Regions from separate parts of the Bos taurus genome. Here region 1 is linked to region 2. The links are chromatin contacts, called in public Hi-C maps. All regions are on one chromosome and are shown on one strand. Each heading gives the region's core, a stretch centred on a gene start, on an enhancer-like site or on the middle of the called end of the contact. The rest is flanking DNA. Distances are from core to core; before and after follow the strand shown. Region 1 overlaps ACOT7 (acyl-CoA thioesterase 7). Region 2 holds the start of ESPN (espin).

Region 1 (2,700 bases), core at 62-2,561, 81 kb after region 2:
AGGAGTGGCTGGAATGGAGGGGGAGGGGTGGTGAGAAACAGGGTGGTGACATTCCAGATGCCACTGCTGGGAGGGCAGGGAGAGAGGAAGATGGTGGAGAGGATCTTGGGGTGCGTAGGCCTGGTCACAGGAGGCAGTGTCCCTGCCACTGGCCAGCTGAGAAGACGTTGGGGATGGGGGTCACAGGAAGGGCTCCCTGGCCCAACTGTCCACTTTTCCCTGGAGCTTCTGGGGTTCAAGGACTGAGAGAGTTGCAGGTTGGCATGGGCAGAGGGGCAGAGAGAGGTGGGAAAGAGAATGGGGCACACAGAGTCCCCCCAGGATGGGGTCAGGCCCACCACCTGCTCTGCCCTCACAGAGCTGGCCTGCGTGGAGGCCATTTCAACAGTCAGGTGCTGCCAGTCAAATTCCAAGAGATTTCACATTAAACTCTGGATTGCCGGCTTCTCTAGAAAACTCAGTTCTTTGGTATCCTCAACTCAAACCCCTGCACGGATGCAGCTGGCCAGCTGTGAGGGCCAATACCACCCAATACCACCCCTTCACCTCCCTGACCAGAGACCAGTGGGCAGTGCCGTGTGGCATCGTGTGTGCTCCACTGGGCTGTCTTTGCTTCTTTTCTGATAGAAAAGAGGAAAGCGAAACACTTTCCATATCTGTCTCTTTGCTAAAAATGGGAAAGCAGGAGCTCCACCGAGAGGCTGCACGTTCCCCTGGCTGCCCTGGTCGCTCACACTCCTGCCTGTCTGGAGGTGACACGCATGGCGGGAGTTCAGGGGGAAGTGAGTTGAGGAAGACCCTGCCGAGCAGCTCCAGAGCTCTTTGGAGGAAGGAGGGGACAAAGGGAGGGCGGCCAGGTGCAGGACCATAGCCCTGGCTTTGGGGTGGAGGCTGGGATGGAATCACGGTGATGCCCTGGGGGAGGCATCTGATTTGGGGCCCCAGGGAGGGGCTGCCGGACCTGGGCTATGGCCCTTCTTGTTTGCAGAACTGCAGAGCAGAGGCAGGATCAGGTCCCTGGGGAAGGTTTGCGTCTGCACCATGTGGGTGTCAGCTGGCCTGGGGACGCTAGGACAGTCCTTGGGCAGGACCTGGGGTGACCAGGACGAGGGGGTGGGGGTGGGCCTGGAGCTCAGTACCCAGGGTCCCCTCCGGAGTTAGTGGGATGTTGGTGCTGTGGGGTCTGTCCGGACCCTCAGTGTCGCAGGGTGGCTCCAGGCTCTGTCCCGTGTCCTCGTGTCTCAGAGGTGTGTCCTCCCCGGCCTCTCCCTCCTCAGGCCCTCCCGGATGTGAGCACTTCCTCCTTGGCCTTGGGGCCCTCTGTTTGCTCTTCCTGGCTCTGAGCCAGCCCGGCATACACAGCCCCACTTTACAAACAGGCAGAAATACGTCAGGCTCCCCAGAGGCGATCTCTGGTGCTCCTGGGGAAGGCTGTGTGGTGTAGAATCGTTTCAGTCCTCCCCTGTCTGGACCCCTGCCTGGCCCTTAGGCCTGTGAGTAGAGGTGGACCATCTGGTCTTTACTAAGTTGAAAACAAATTCAAAGGAAAGAGTTTGATATTGTAATGTTGTTTGATAGAGGTTGTTTTGTTATTTGAATTGGCTACCTCTTAAACTTAAAAAAAAGAGCTTAGTAGTATAAGCAGGAATTTTTAAAACTCAAAACATTAAAAATATTTTCTATAACATTTTTTAATAGAGGTTACTTTTTGAGCAGTTTTTGTTTTTGCTGGAGCCTAGTTCCCCACAGTGAAAGCAGTCCGAACCCCTGGACGCCAGGGAAGTCCTCAGAGCAGCTTTAGTTTCACAGCAAAACGGAGAAGAAAGTGCAAAGGCTCCCCGCATGCCCTCTGCCCTACATGCACAGCCTCGGCCTTTATCAGCAGCCCCAACAGAGAGGTGCATCTGTCGCAGCCGATGAACCCACATTCTTTATGAACCCATAAAGAATCTGCCTGCAATGCAGGACACCGCAGTTTGATTCCCGGGTCGGGAAGATCCCAGGGAGAAGGGAATGGCTACACACTCCAGTATTCTTGGGCTTCCCCTGTGGCTCAGATGTTAAAGAATCTACCTGCAATGTGGGAGACCTGGGTTCAATCCCTGTGTTGGGAAGATCCCCTGGAGGTGGGCATTCTTGCCTGGAGAATCCTCATGGACAGAGAAGCCTGGTGGGCTACAGCCCATGGGGTCACAAAGAGCTGGACACGACTGAGTGACTAAGCACACACCCCTGCATTGGCACATGAATTTAACCACTGGACTACCAGGCAAGTCCAAACATGGACTTTTAAAAATTGTCTCATAGTTTTGCCTTTTCTAGTGGTAGCTTATGGTGAATGGTGTCAGATTCGTGATCTCTGAAGGAGAAAATTTCGCTTTGGGATCATAGACGCGGCTTCAGTCACTCAAGAGCTTCATGCAGCAAAAGTATTATTATTAAAGTAACAAGGGATAGAGAAATCTTCTGACACAGACACCAGAAGGAGGCAGAAGAGTGCCCCCCTACTAGTCTTAGCAAGACCTTATATACTTTATCAATTGGTTACTAGCAATAGATCCGAAGAATGCCTCAAGGTTGTTAAGGTCTTACAAGACCCACTCACACAACATACATCTTAACAAGGTTAGCCAGAAGGAATGGGTTCCTGTTAAGAAGAAACAAGTCCTTGAGCAAGATACATTGATGTTATATGATCAT
Region 2 (2,700 bases), core at 19-2,518:
GCCTAGCAGTACCTGGTGGTACCTGGCTTACTCTCTAGCCTGTGTGTTTGCTGTTCAGTGTCCTGATGGACTGACAGTTCCAGGGGATCGGGAGCACACCTGGACCCCAGGTCTAGACCCTGCTGGATGCTCTGTTTCTGGCAGGACTGAGCAGGAAAGCTACGCACCAGACCTGAGCTGCCTCTTTTCATCCCACTCAGGAGAGGCCAGACTGGCTGATACCAGCCCGGTGGCCGCTGAGTGAGACCAGGTGGGGTCTCAGGCAGGAAGACTCAGGCTAAGCTGAAGAAGCTCGGAGGTGGGAAGGTGCTGATGTCCTGGGATCAGCTCAAATCCTGGGAAGGACCCCATTTACCAACTCCCCCCCTCCTTAGGGACACATGCAACTCAGCCTGGGGTGGGCTGCAAGATTTTGTGCACCACCCTTCCCAGACCTGATCCTGAAGGACATGGGCTTCTGACTCCAGGCCCTCCGTTCCCCCCGCCCACTCTCTCCCTGGATCAGTGAGTTTCCCACACCCTCACCTTAAATGCTATCCTGGTCGAGCCCAACTCCATTCCGGTTTCTCACCTGGTAATCTAGGTGGTGACGAGGGCTTGCCAGAGCATCTGCTCGGGTACTCTCAACCCAGGAGCCCACCCTGTCCCGAGTCCTTTGGAGGAACTCCAAATCAGGCTTGGCTCCGCGGTGCCCCAAACCATCCACCCTTGAGCCACGAGGGCTCCAGGCCAGAACTCCTTCCTGGGGAGGAAGCCCCCTCGGGGGTCCAGTGAGCGGCGCAAACTCACATGCACTCCGCAGCCTCCCTGTGAGAGCAGCAACTGCAGGCAGGCGAGGTGGCCGGTGGCGGCGGCGTCGTGGGCCGGCGTGGCGCCGTTGCGCGCGCGGGCCGCAGCGGGCAGACCGGCCTCCTCCACCAGGAAGCGCAGACAGTGCAACTTGCCGGCGCGGGCAGCGTGGTGCACTGGCAGCGCGTCCAGCGGGTCGCGCAGCGAGGGCCCCAGCAGGCGGGCGGCGTGCAGGGACCGCAGCACGTCCAGGTCGCCCTGGCGCGCCGCCTGCATCGCCTGCTCCAGGGCCATGGTGCCGCCTGCGGCGCCGCGACCCGGGCTCAGCGCGTCCCCCGAGGCGCCATAAGCCCTTCCTCGGGCACAGGGAGAGCCGGCGGCCGGGCCGTCGGGGCCTGCGAGTCGGGAGGCGGAGCGGCTGCCGGCCCGGCCTCTGTCCCGCGTTGCCCAGCCGGCTCAGCTCGGCCTCCGCCGCGCTCTGGGGCAGGGGGCACCCGCGGCGCCCGGCTTAAGGCTCGAGCCTGCCCCCTCCCCCGCCCCGCCCCCGCCCCGCCCTCGACTCCGCCTCCGCTCCGAGCGCTCGACTGCAGCCACAGGGGCGGTGCGCCCAGGGACTTCTCTCCTAATTTATTATACTCCGGTCAGAACGGAGACCCCAGAGGGTGATCAGACTGGGTTCGAATTCGAGAGCCGTCCAGAGCGTCCAGACGAACTCATTCATCAATCCCGTGCCAGTTGGAGGCGCTGGGGACACAAGCCAGCAAACAGTGACCGTGTGATCAGAACAGGAAAACGGGGAGCTAGGGAGTGAGTTGTGGAGGCTACGTGGGCAGCCGGGGAAGGGCCTTCTGGGAAGGGGCGGTGGGCTGGGCTTTATTCGAAGGCGCACAGAGGAAAGCCCCAGGCCTGAGAGACTTGGGGAGCAAGGGCCACGCACCAGGAACCGGCCTAACAAGTCCTTAAGGGTTCTGGGTCTATGCCTTGGAGGGTGGGACGGGTGCTGGGCCCTCAGCCTTTCTGGGTCCCCCAGACCCCAATAACTGTCCTCAGATTTCAGATTTCCCGAGGAAGGGTGAGAAAGAAGGGGAAAAAGACAGGAAGGCCTGGTGTACTCTGGTTTCTGGTCCTAGAGACCCTGGGCTCAGAGAGCGCCCAGAGGTACCCTCCGGGGTGGGGGAGTCAACTGTGAGCTTGGGGCCCTGAGGCTGCCAAATAAATAGAGACAGAGAAGCAGGCTGCAAGGGCTGGGGAGCGGGAGGGGGCGGGCACAGGGGAGGCACTCCAGAGCAGTCATCTGGGGAGCAGGCCTGGGACCCCTCCGCAAGGGTGCAGGATGGCCCTGGGAGGGCAGTGGGCCAGAAGAGCACACTTGCACCAATCTGCCTGCCTGCCTGGCCAGAAGCCCTTCGTGGGAGCTGGAGGGAGGCCCCGTGGGCTGGACAGGAGAAAGAACTGCTGGAAGACGGGCTGTGTAGCTGTAAGAACTCGATCAGCACACCCGGTGACCTTGAAACATCCGGTGTCCTTCCTCCTGATGGGAGTGGCCCTTCCTCACCACCTCCCCACTGGAGCCCTGCGAGTGCTCTGCCAGGGGCTGCTTTACCCAATGGCTAGTGGGACAGGCACAGGATGGTGCTGGAAATGCCTAGAGTGAAGTGTGTGTGTATGTGTGTGTTTTAGTTGCTCAATTGTGTCCAACTCTTTGTGACCCCATGGACTGCACCACGCCAGGCTTCCCTGTCTATCACCAACCCCCAAAGCTTGCTCAAGCTCATGTCCATTGAGTTGATGATGCCATCCAACCATCTCATCCTCTGTCGTCCCTTTCTCCTACTGCCTTCAATCTTTCCCAGCATCAGGGTCTTTTCCAGTGAGTCAGTTCTTCTCATCAGGTGGCCAAAGTATTGGAGC

What was found. A called contact is a pair of places that touch in the nucleus more often than the background predicts.
Region 1: a Hi-C map of an unstated tissue shows a contact between it and region 2, with 2.9 times the contacts expected there. The contact joins the enhancer-like site here to the promoter of ESPN in region 2. A contact is called at or near these places in 5 of 11 Hi-C or Micro-C datasets (blastocyst, liver, skeletal muscle and 2 more).

The regions. Positions count from the first base shown.
Region 1 is chr16:47,023,935-47,026,634 of ARS-UCD2.0, forward strand. All of the region lies in intron 1 of ACOT7 (acyl-CoA thioesterase 7), which reads left to right. Among named protein-coding and RNA genes, the nearest start is that of TRNAE-UUC, 37 kb to the left of the region's middle. Within about 2 kb of position 1,312, at least 52 of the 102 cell types and tissues checked have an H3K27ac peak or open chromatin away from gene starts, as enhancers often do. A contact at or near this core is called in liver, where this site is marked.
Region 2 is chr16:46,942,514-46,945,213 of ARS-UCD2.0, forward strand. It overlaps ESPN (espin), which reads right to left and starts at 1,269. Exons shown (of 14, transcript XM_024976766.2): 1 at 790-1,269. The coding sequence starts at 1,083.